2 separate regions of the Drosophila melanogaster genome follow, and region 1 is linked to region 2. The links are chromatin contacts, called in public HiChIP or PLAC-seq maps. All regions are on one chromosome and are shown on one strand. Each heading gives the region's core, a stretch centred on a gene start, on an enhancer-like site or on the middle of the called end of the contact. The rest is flanking DNA. Distances are from core to core; before and after follow the strand shown.

Region 1 (5,805 bases), core at 2,886-5,385, 130 kb after region 2:
CGTAGCCAATGTAGCAGAGCTTCTCCTTCATTATGCGAACCGTTTCGAAGTCGGCGGAATGATTGAAAGCGTAGCCACGTAGTAACAGTAACTAATGATCATAGATAGATGCGAAAGTATAAGTCACAGTTTGGCTATATGTAATTGTAAGGCAAAGCAACCTTAATCAAATAGCGAGTGATATCCCGACCGGCAATGTCCAATCGTCGCGTCAGATGGGGCAGGGCAAACTCCTCGTAGACGGGACATATATGCGTTACACCATCGCCCGAATCGATCACCACGCCAGAGATCAGACCCTGGGCATATAGCGTCAGCACGGCCTGGATGGCAATGTACGCCGAATCGAAGCCATATTTCTCGAACATCACCTGTGAACACAAACACAACAATGTTAGTTTGAAGTGGGATTTTAAAATATGGTATGACCTCACCTCAATCATCTTCTCGCGATTCTTTGTGGGATTCATGGGCGGCTCGGTTAGCAGGATTTTTGTGTTCGTCGGATCGATGTCCATCTTTTTGGGACCGAACGTGTAGTCCCACACGTGGCACATGTCGTCCCAGTTGCGCACCACACCGTTCTCCATCGGATAGGAGACCTCCAGCAGGGATCGCAGCTGTGAGGCCTCATCGCCGACCATCAGATCCTGTAAATTCGTTCGTCAGAGGACGCAGCGTTAGTGTCCGTGGCTTGGTCAATGGATAGCCATTGGGATTCGGATTGGTTTGGACTGTTTGGTTGGTTGGATGGTTGATTGGTTGGGTATTTGCTTAGAGGCTGGGATGGTTAGTCATTAGTGTGGGAGACATACACAGGTGTTAGGCACAATAACAGCGAGCACACTACAAGAATGCAACTAAACTCGTCTAAACAATCAACGATTAACAAGAGGCAGCAGTGAGTGTGAGTAGTTGCGGAAAAGGACTTGCCTTTCCGGAACACTGGCAAACACAGGGACGTGCAAAACAAACGGGGGATTAAAATAGGGCTAAGCAGACACAGGACATCATGCAGACGAGAACACATAACAATTTCAAATCAGCAAATCACAATTAAAACGAGAAGCAACTGAATTTGGTTGCCTTAAGATATGTACAAAAAAAACCAAAGGGTGTAAGCTAGGAAACAAATGGTATGAAAACATAGGAGTAAAACTTAAATAACAAAAATTATATTTACGTAAATTTGTCGTTAAATTGAACAGATTCGATTGGAATTCGGTTTTAAACACGCCTCAGATTTATCCGATATGAGAATTAATAGATTTGTTTTTTTTTTTAATTTTTTTTTTTCGATTGTGGATTTTGTCGATTTTGTGGATGGAGTACAATTATAGATGATGGCCAAAAGGAAGCAACAAGATAGTTGGACGGGGCCGGAATATAGTTGGGAAAATATTCAAGGCAAACAACTAGTGAAAAATGTGAACAGTTAACAGTTAAGTTAATTAATTAATTAAATCCTAAGTGCGCAGCTTGAACTTCAAAAAAATTTCGCAATATTTTGCCAAGCGTGTGTTATTTTGGTTTTTGGTATTTTCGTATTGTGTCAATCGTATACAAATTTTTATTATTTTATGTTTACTTGGTGATTAGATTTCTGGTAGTGGTAGTTTGGATTTTGGTTTTTTTTTTAACTATACAAACTTGACTTACATCGACATGTAAATCCTGCAAAACATTTGTTTTTAAAAATATATGTGAAAAAAAGAACAGAAAAATGTATAAGAATATTAAAAAAGAACAGAAAGATTACAATTTTAAAAATATTTATTTTCTGTATCGTTTTTTTTTTTATTGCTATTCAAGATGTGTTCTTAATGATTCTTAATTTGATGTTTCTTCTGTCTAAAGTAAAGAACTTCTAAGTAAGATCTATATATCGAAAATCAAGTGATGCACTCAAAAAAAAAAAAAGCTTAATGTCTGCGGGGTTCAGCCTCCATATCCACAGTTTATTAAGCTATGCCTAAACCTTGGTTAAAATCAGATATCCACGGACCAACTTTTAGCATGATATATTTACCATAATATATATTTATATATTTTGTATGCATGTGTATAATAATATGAGGGCCCACACACCGAGACCAATGCAACTCAAGCAAAAATGCAATATTGGGATAAGTGACCCCCAGAAGTGATGAAATCAAGATGGTAAATGAAACGATATGCGAATGGGGTAGATCGAAAACAAATTATATAGAAGTAAGTAGATATGCGACACTAATAGACAGAATAGAAAATAGAGCAATTCCACTCCAAAATCAGATGGGTTAGGGGTGAAAAAATATGGTGGGTAATTTGGTGGATAGTGAACTTCTATGCGCTAAATGTATTTCTTGCCGTTTAACTAGTCATGGAGTAGTTACATCGAAAAAAAAAATGATATAATATATGGATATTCGTGTATTTGATGGCCTGTGCACAATTGAATTTGTGTAGTGTATATGGTTGTACTATCTCATCATATTGTTAATTAATTTTAGATACTTTAATTGGTAAGTACGATGGATCATACCTTGACTTCGATATCGCCGATTTTGTTGACCGCCCGAATCATGGGTCGTCCCACCATCGAGGGAAAAATGTGGGTGGGGAAATTGCTGCCGGCATATCCGCACTTAACGAACTGAAAAATAAATGGAGATGTCATAAATACATATATTTATATTATGGTGTATGTGGAAACACATTAAAATAATATGACAGCCGACATATGTACATATATTATTATTTGAGTTAAGCCCTAACACGTAATATGATAATTTAAAATGCTTTTGTATCAACAGGTACTTAAAAATTGCACATAATAATAATAAATAATTATTTTTAATCATTTTGTTTAAGACCAGCTATATCATTTTTCCCGGTGCAGCATTTCCTTGCGTTTTTACTGCTGTGACTTATCGAATTCGGACCGTTATCACAAAACAAAAATTTTTGAATTAGTTTTGATTATTTGGTTTAGGACCAGCTAAATCATTTTTCTCGGTGCAGCATTTGCTTGCGCTTTTACTGTTGTGGTTTATCGGACGCTTATCGAAATCGGACCGTTATCACAATACAAAAATTCTGGGCCTGCGATAAGAACTGATTGTCGGAAATTTTATGGAAGTGTTGGTGTGTGCCAGTGTCGCTCTTTCGACAAATATGTAGGTGTGGGAGATACTGAGTAACGCTGGAATCGTGAGTAATCCACTGATTAGTCAAGCGGAGAGCAAGAAGAAGAGTGGGGAAGCGGAATATAAAGGAGAGGAAGAGGCAATCGCGTAATTGCAACTGCTGCAACTGCTTGACTAACCGCGACGTCAACGCCCGCTGGCCAGCAAGCAGTGAAATAAGCAGCAGCAGCAGAAGCGCTGCTTAGTCCACAAGAAGAAGAAAACGAAAGAAGCGCAGCCAACAACACTCGAAATGTGTGTCACACACCAGTCGTTGGTGATGGTGTGGGTGTGTGCGCTCTGTTTTCACCGCTTGTGGGTGATGTGGGCGGTGCGGGTGGTGACTTTCCCGTTATCTTACCCCAGTGCCGTTATCACAGACGATAACATTTCGACCCTTGCTGTCCATGCTTGAAGGACTCAAAACCGGATCTCTGGAAAACCACTGCTTCTGCTACTCCCGTTGCTTCTGCCTCTGCTGTGGCAACTGCCTTTCCACTTCCACTGATGACGCGACCAGGTTGCCTTTTTGGGTGTTGGTTGTGATTCGGTTTGAAATCACAGCTCGCAGCGCCTCTGCTCGATAAAACCAAACAAAATATTGCACATCAATCGCCTTTCCTGTTGACTTCCTGGGCCGTTTGTTGAGCACTACTGTTAATTGATTCCTTTTCGGCTTTTTTTGTATTTGGACCGCCGGAGAGCGATTGTACTTAATCATACACTTTCCTCTTCCACTCGCACACTCTCACAACACGCGGGCGGGAACCTTGCTCTCTTCGCCACTCTATCGCTTACGTTTATCGCCGCTTCGTTTGGCGGTTATTGGGAATTGAACTCTTAATTTAGACTCGCAATTAAATTTAGGCCGAAACAGTTTGCCGCTATCGACTATTTATACTTATAATTTAGTTATACTGCTGTACAAAAACTCCCTCGTTACTCCCCAGAGTTGAATAAAAATAGATGCATATTCGATACTATCGGCGTTGGACTGAAGCGTACAAAACACCGAAAATAAATACCAGAACCGTTTAGATACTAGATCCAATTATATTTTTTTATTATTTTACAAATTTGTTAATTAAGTTTACTAGTCTGTGTGCCACTTTTAACAATTTAAAAAAGATTAAAAAATACAAGTTTATTAGTAATATATGTTACTTGCACAGGATTTACACAAAACAATTTCAATTCAATTAAGACTTTATTAATTAAATTATTGGATTAAAGATTTGGCAATTTAACAACTAATCACATCTATTTGAAAAACCAATTCGGCAATTGCTGAAATTTCAAAATACTCACATTGATTTCTGGTATTTTTCGTTTGCGCTCTTGCCTCTCGTTCACTCTCATACTTGGAAAAATATTCTTGAATTAAGACTTAAAACAGGTTCAAAATTTGGCGCCATCATTGAATACATGCATGTATTTAAAGAATTGTAATTTAAGCAATTAAGAAGAAAAATGATAACTTGACAATACTGCTCCCAAGGATAAAAAGTTAAGTGATCGAACGCCATAAAATGGAAAGTTTGTTGCTGATTTATTTTATTCCGTTTATATAGTATGTATATGTATGTATAATTTAATAATATAATAAACGTTACTCATTTGTTATCTTTATAATTGCTTTAAGAGGCGAAATGTCTTATATATGTATGTATATACCATGCAGCCGTCTCGTTCCCGCATTTTTTGATTCTGCTTTTGTCTGGGTATTATGTGTTATATTGAACGTTTTAATGCTTTTTAAATAGTTCCCATAAGTATGTTGGCATGGTCTTGACGTACATATTATCAAAATCTACTCATCTCCTCCTCAGCCGTTCTATTCAATTATTTACTTTTACTATGTGCCAGGAAGTTTTGCCTATGCCTCATGCAATAGTTATGTACTTTCTTTATCGAGGGAACTAAGCAAATGTATTGTTAGTCATACATAGTGTAGAATTATTAATACTTCTTAGCTTTATTATTTACCATGGCTCTTGATACACTCGGAATGCAAATCGCCCTAAGAGAATCCAAAATTTACAATTAATTTATTTCAGAAAATTATCTGAATATTGCCTACGTTTAATGGCTTAAAATGTATAGTTCTTTGATAATTAAACTATATTAAAAAAAAAAAATTAAAACTTAATTGTTGACCTATGCGTATTTTGGTATTAACAATTGAAATAAATATTTGTTGTTTTTCAAAAATTATACCTGAAATGTTGTCCATCAATAGAAACATTTGTTTATAGCCTAACAATATGGAATTTAGTTTTCAATTTCATTATTTTAAATCCGTAAAAACCCATACTTGTTGAAAATATTTGCGGCGATTTTCGAACATAAATGCCGATTGATTTTCTGAGTGTATACAATCATTCTATGGAATTGGTGTTCTTGGCGTTCAATACTCGAGACTATTGCAATTAAATGTGATTTGGGGGAACTCCCATTTCACTCGACTAACTAACTAAGTATGCATTTGCGGTGTAACAACATTAACAATTTTAACCACATATAGAACAGAAACTCTGAAACTTAAACGGCCCAACAGCTTTCATCAACTTTCAATAATTATATAGTTGTGGTGGAGGATTAACAAAAAAAAAAAACGCTATATATATATCTATATAAA
Region 2 (5,981 bases), core at 887-3,386:
GTGGCCCACAAGGTACTTCATATCTACATATATATATATATATATACATATATATACATATATATAAACGTTGTGTTTTCCCTTTTACCTTATATTATATATGCGCAATATAGCTGCGGGTCATGCGTGTTACTTGTAATTTATAATTTTTTGCTTCAGACAGAGGGACGCCTCCTGACTTAATGGGTATGGAAACAAATGTGAGGCCTGAATATAATATATTAAACTATTTGCACAAAGGCTTTGGGTTTGTTTTCCAATTGTTTCGTCATTTGCAAAGCCTTTCTTGAAAACTTTTCAATTGATAAACATAAACAACTGCATGTACGGTCTGTTCTGTCCCACTCTTTATACATTTTTAACCAAAAAATTAAGTTAAATTCGTTTTGGAAAAGACTTCAATGGCACCTCGCAGCGCAAATAACCAGAACAATGGCTTTATTTCCACCGCAGCGATTTCTGCGGTCCATTATCATCGGAAAGGGCCGTTTTCAAGGCAACAGAACGCATTTGCTCACTCCGAGATGATTCATCTTACACTCAAACCCACGTCAACAAAGTCTACCCGTGCGCATACATAAGTATCTATGTATCTAAGTATCTATGTATACTAATTGAGTCATGCTTTTACAAATGGATCAGAAGTAAAATTCCTGTGAATTTTGGATTCATAGTTACATAGAGCCGAAAAGATATTTCGAACATTTGCGAAATACAATTTTGATGCTTCATTTTGCAATTAGTTGTTGTACTTTTTATATATTTCTTTACTTATGATTTTGGCACAGTAAATTCGAACAACTTTGCGTAAATACCACTAAAAATAAGACAATAATCGCTTACAACTTTGAGTGCGCTTATCTTGAAATTCTTTGAAATGGTCCCGGATTCCGGGAAAAGTATAAGTTCGATCGCTTTCATTTAAGTATAACCTATTAAAAGCGCACATGAGATAGATAGATAGGTCAGAAGATTGGCATTTAGGCATAAAAATGGGCCTTATGTGCACGCCCCTACATAATTAGATACATAGGTGGGCGCATCTATTCCTATTGTATCATAATTTATTAGATGGTAATTATTTACTAGCAAGGTCGCAATCAACAGATGGGTAAAACGCACACAAGTGCAGCACATCAACACGTGTCAGTGCCGGTGTGCGTGCGTGCGTGTGTGTGAGTAGTTGCATTTCGAGATACAATTGTATCTTTGTATCTGAAGATATCAAACGAAAGTTTCTATCGCTGGTTACCCCGCCACCAGTCGTACGATATATGTATTTCTTCTCGGCAGATACACACACAGGCACACAAATACGTCTGTCTTGGAGAATATTTGGGAGCAGAGACTTAAAGTAAAGATTTCACAAGTCTACACTTCAGGGAAACGTGTTAAACAGCAATAAGAACACGCATGTTGCGCGAAAACAAATACACCATAAAGAACGGCACAATTATAACGCTTTTAATTACTTTAAGTATCGGCAAACGCGATGTTGGCACTCTGCGGGTATTTTGTAATGCCGAAGTGAATTTATCAACTGACTTACCGCCAGGGCGGGACAACAACCTGTTGTTACTTTGATTACTCGATTCTAGTCGATAGCTGTGCCCTTTCCAATCGGAATATCGGTGGCTATCGAGTAGCCGGTGCATTCACAATTTCGTATGTTCCCGGTATAACTGCGAAGTAACTGCAATATTAAAACATTATTTTCTTTAATTTGGAAATCAGTTTTCAGAATTCACTTTTGTAGTTGCTTAATTCAAATCTCTTAACATACCTAATTTCCCAATAAGAAATCAACGGAAATTTAAGCTAAAGTACGTTCAATGCAGTAAATTTTATGATTCACTTTATAGAGAATCTTTGTACAATCTTTATGTGGAGTTTTTCATACTTTTATTTTGAAATTCTATATAGCCGCGATATAAAAAGTCAAAGAGATCGACTTATCGAATTAAAATGGCTTCTTTGATGGTTATTTCCCAGAGTGACCGGGTATGCGACCGCTAAGAAAAACCGCCGTACAGTGGTAAGTGTGACCACGCATGCGTCTGCCACAAGCGATAGCGATAGTAAGGTCCAGGCTTCGCCCGGCGTGCCCATCTCTAGCCAAAAACGACCTTTTTTCGCCAGAAATCATTTTCCCGTTTACAGTCGCAGATACGCCACGGCAATTCGCAGTCCCAGTGTAGCGGTCATTTTTTTTCCAGTGCGACTCCTCCAAACAAAAGCGAAGTGGAAAAATAGGCGAAGATAAAGGAAACCCAAGAGCGAAACTCCAAATTGCGAATCAGCAAAGGATCAATGGCAACGAAATAAGTAAAAGAACCAGTGCGAACAATGTGCGAAAAGTGGGAAACGCGAGCGGCGTGGTCGTTTCCGTCGGAGAGCGGATAATATAGCACATAGTAGTATATTGTAGTAGTGGATGTGGATGGTGTGGAACGATTGCGAACGGACGCAGACCGAAACAAAAGTGAAAACGTGCAAAAAACCAAACCCAAAAACAAATTCAACCGAGAAGTAGAAGCAAGCGGCAAAGAAGAGAGCGAGAGGGCGACCAATACAAAAGCGACAAAATGTGCGACGCTGCGGCGGCAACAGCGACAACAACAACAACAGCAGCAGTAGCAGCAGCCGTCGCAACAACAACAGCATCGGTAGCATTGGAGGCCACAGCGACACAGCCTGGAACGACAACGACGACGGTAGCCACTGCGTCAGCGGGAACCACATCCCCTGAAGCGGCCATTCCAACAGCAGCAACAGCAACATCGGCGAGAAACAGCAACAGCGAACGGTCGGCGCGACAAAACTGCTGTCGCCTGTGCATCGCCCCACAAACCGAATGCATCTCGATCATCAATAGCTATGCGGCCGACAAGGAGCCGCTGTCCACCAAGATCCACAACTGCGTCGGCATCAAGGTGAGTGGTTATGGGTATGGGTATGGGTGTGGGCATGGGCACGGGTGCGGATGCGGATGCGGGTATATACATAATCCGGCTGTTGCCATCGCCATTGCTGCCGTCGGTGTCGTCATCCCGGGTCTCCGATTCCGAGTCCGAGTCCGCCGCTCTCACTGAACGCTCTCTTGGGTGCTCTGGCACTCCGGTGCTCTGGTGGTTGGACACCATTAACAGTTATACACACAGATCCCAAATGGTCAGTGGAAGGATGAGGCGGTGGCCACACCCGTTCGCTGGACAGAATGGAAAAGTGAGGTTACGGATGATGCCGAGTAACCATTGGGCAGTGGGCATTGGGCCCCGGAGTTCAAGACCCATCGAAGGGGGATTGTGCAAGCAACCAAAGATGATGGCCAGCCACATCCAAAAACGAAAAACCAAGCAAACAAAAAAAAAAAAAACGAACGAACCGAAAACCAGCCAAACTCCGCCTCCTACTCCTCATCTGCTTTGGTATGGGTGTGTGGCTAGGTTTTGGGTTTCCAATGTTTCCACTGCCAAGTCACGATGCAGTGGGAGTGGAAGAGAATGGGTGTAGGAGAAAGAGGAGACGGAGGAGTAGAATTGGAGCTCCATTCTGGCTGAAATCCAATCACGACCACAATCTTTAGCTCATAATCAAACTTGAACTCTACACTTTTGCTACTCCTCCTTCTTCGATTCCATTGCTTTCATTGCCTTCCCGCTTTGAGGTTAGAACTGATCCTGCTTCCTTTCCAAAAATCTACAGCCTGCTCCGCTTGCTCCTCTTCTTCCTCCAGCGGCTCATCCGTTTCCTCGTTCTCCTTTTCATCCTCCACTTCTCGATTGCGAGAGCAGCTGCGAATGACCAGCACAAAGCATAAAGCCCGATGAGCGCGCCGTCGTTGCCGCCGCCGCCGCCGTTGTTGCCTTGGTATTAGTGTGCCTGGCTGCGTCTGTGTGCCCCTGGCTGTATCGGTGTTGGTGTGTGTGCGGCGGACACACAGAGATTCAGAGATTCCAGGCCAGAAAACCGAAAAACCGAAAACCCAAAAACCCAGGCCAATTACATATAATTTTGCGCTGTAGCTGCCTGCTGCGTACCTTTTTCAAGGAATTTCGCTTGGAGGGCAGCAGTTGCTCTCTGCTCCGCCGGCGCTCTCTCTTTGCGCGCGCGCATCCTTGCAAGGAAATTGAAGTGACGGAGACGGAACAGGCGGAACAGGAGGAGGACTTGGACTGGGGCTTCGCTAGCTTCGTTTATTGATTCTTTCTACGGCCTCTTGCATGCTTGCTTTTCCGGTTTTTTCCGCTGGGTTTGCCCGGCATTCCATCCAGTATGTGTATCCCCAATATTCCATATCCGCTTCGCCAGCTTGGTCTGCTTGGTGCCCCCAATGGATGGATGGATAGATGGTTGGGTCCAATGGTGCTCGGTTGCTTCGCCGCGATTCTCTGTTCTTTTCCCTGGGCTTCGATTCGATTTCATGGCAATTGCTCTTCACACAGACACGGGAACATGGCCACATGGACACACGCACACCATGGCACGCCAGTTGGCTCCGACAGAGGTGGTGTATATTGTACATATATAAGTTGGCGTCATCGTCGTCATCGTCGCTAGCTCGACTGCTTCTCTTGCTGTTGCTCTTGGCTCTTCCTCTTCCACTGGCACTGGCTCTGGCTGTGCTGGCTCTTGCTCTTGCTCCGTTCTCGTTATCTGGAGGCGGACCACATGCTCGCCATGGCATACACACGCACACAGCACCACAGGCAAACGAAACAAAGACACTGGCAAAAGAGACCGGGAAACGGGAGTGGGTATATGGGTATGGGAATGGGTATGGGTATGGGCATAGGCATGGACTTGGGTATGGGCTCGGACTTGGGCTTGGGCTTGGGCTTCAGCATGGGTAAGGGCATAGGTATATGGGCACGGTTATGAAGAAAGAGCAGGGGTTGGCTGGCGGTAAGCGGACAACGGTCAGCGGCGGAGACCCAAAACCGGGCACACAATTTCGTCGAGTGGTTTCACCTTGGGCACACCAGATTACCTGGCGGGATGTTCATATATTTCTGCTTTATGCCTTCTTCTGCTGCTTCTTTAACTGGCTGGATGAGCTCCTCCTGCGGCCCGCATCGAATTTCCAACAACAAAAGCAACAACAAACTGAAGCAGCGGGCAGGCAGTTGAGCAGTTGAGCGGCGTCTCCATTTTGTGGCTCTTGGTCCCCAGGTGGACCAACTTTCTCCCCTTGGCCAAAAAATGCGACGACGACGACGACGATGAAGATGAAGCGACGTGACGAGATGACATGCCGATAAAAGAGGGATTCCGCGGGGAGCGGCGGGCTTGGGGTATTGGATACGAGGGGAAGCCAACAAGGGCACACAGAGAAGCAGCAGAGGCATCCGCACATTTCCTTCCATTGCCTCATCCAAGATGGCGGGTGAGGGCTGACTGGACTGGTTGGAATAGGTAGCCGGGATTCCGTAAATCAAGGATACACACTTGAGGGATACACAAACGGCCAAAGGATGTCGCCCTGGTTGCCCAGAAGAGGAAAATGGCTTACGATGGATGGAACGATGATCCAGAATGAGACGAAAACATTAAATCGAGGAAACTATGCAAAATTGTGAAATTAGGAGTTTAAATCATTGTGAAATAGGGGGCAAGATAATATGAAATTTAAAAACATTACAAGGAAACGCAAAGATTGTCCAAATACAATGTAGATATTTAAAATCTTTTATATTTCTCACTGTTCTTTTCACTGTTATGAAATCTTGCCATTCCAAAATTGGTAACTGTAAATCGCTTTGAATTTCGGGATAAATGTGCGGTATATTCAATTCCTAGAATTTGTTTCTATTTGCTTTTGCGCCTCTTACACCCTCCCCCCCCCCTTCAACTTCATCGGCGATGAAGTTTCAAGTCCGCCGTCTTTATCGATAACTCATTCGCATTGATCTCAGCATGAACGATAACAGCTGTTCGGAAGCCCTAGGGTGGACCCTGTTGCACTTGCGTTTTTATTTGTA

What was found. HiChIP or PLAC-seq counts read pairs in DNA pulled down with a chosen protein or histone mark.
Region 1: a contact with region 2 is called in a Psq HiChIP or PLAC-seq map of the Kc167 cell line, with 3 times the contacts expected there. The contact joins the promoter of Arp2 here to the promoter of hang in region 2. A contact is called at or near these places in 6 of 107 Hi-C or Micro-C datasets (the D17-c3 cell line, the Kc167 cell line, the S2 cell line and 2 more) and 1 of 6 datasets of contacts at active chromatin or transcription factors (the Kc167 cell line).

The regions. Positions count from the first base shown.
Region 1 is chrX:16,549,816-16,555,620 of dm6, forward strand. It overlaps Arp2 (Actin-related protein 2), which reads right to left and starts at 4,136. Exons shown (of 7, transcript NM_001103531.2): 1 at 3,966-4,136; 2 at 3,529-3,743; 3 at 2,525-2,635; 4 at 435-650; 5 at 162-371; 6 at 1-91. The coding sequence starts at 3,576. It overlaps Pp2B-14D (Protein phosphatase 2B at 14D), which reads right to left. Exons shown (of 1, transcript NM_001258786.3): 1 at 4,812-5,805.
Region 2 is chrX:16,420,695-16,426,675 of dm6, forward strand. It overlaps hang (hangover), which reads left to right and starts at 2,137. Exons shown (of 8, transcript NM_167521.3): 1 at 2,137-2,933. The coding sequence starts at 2,586. It overlaps AnxB11 (Annexin B11), which reads right to left and starts at 1,548. Exons shown (of 8, transcript NM_001272689.1): 1 at 1,087-1,548.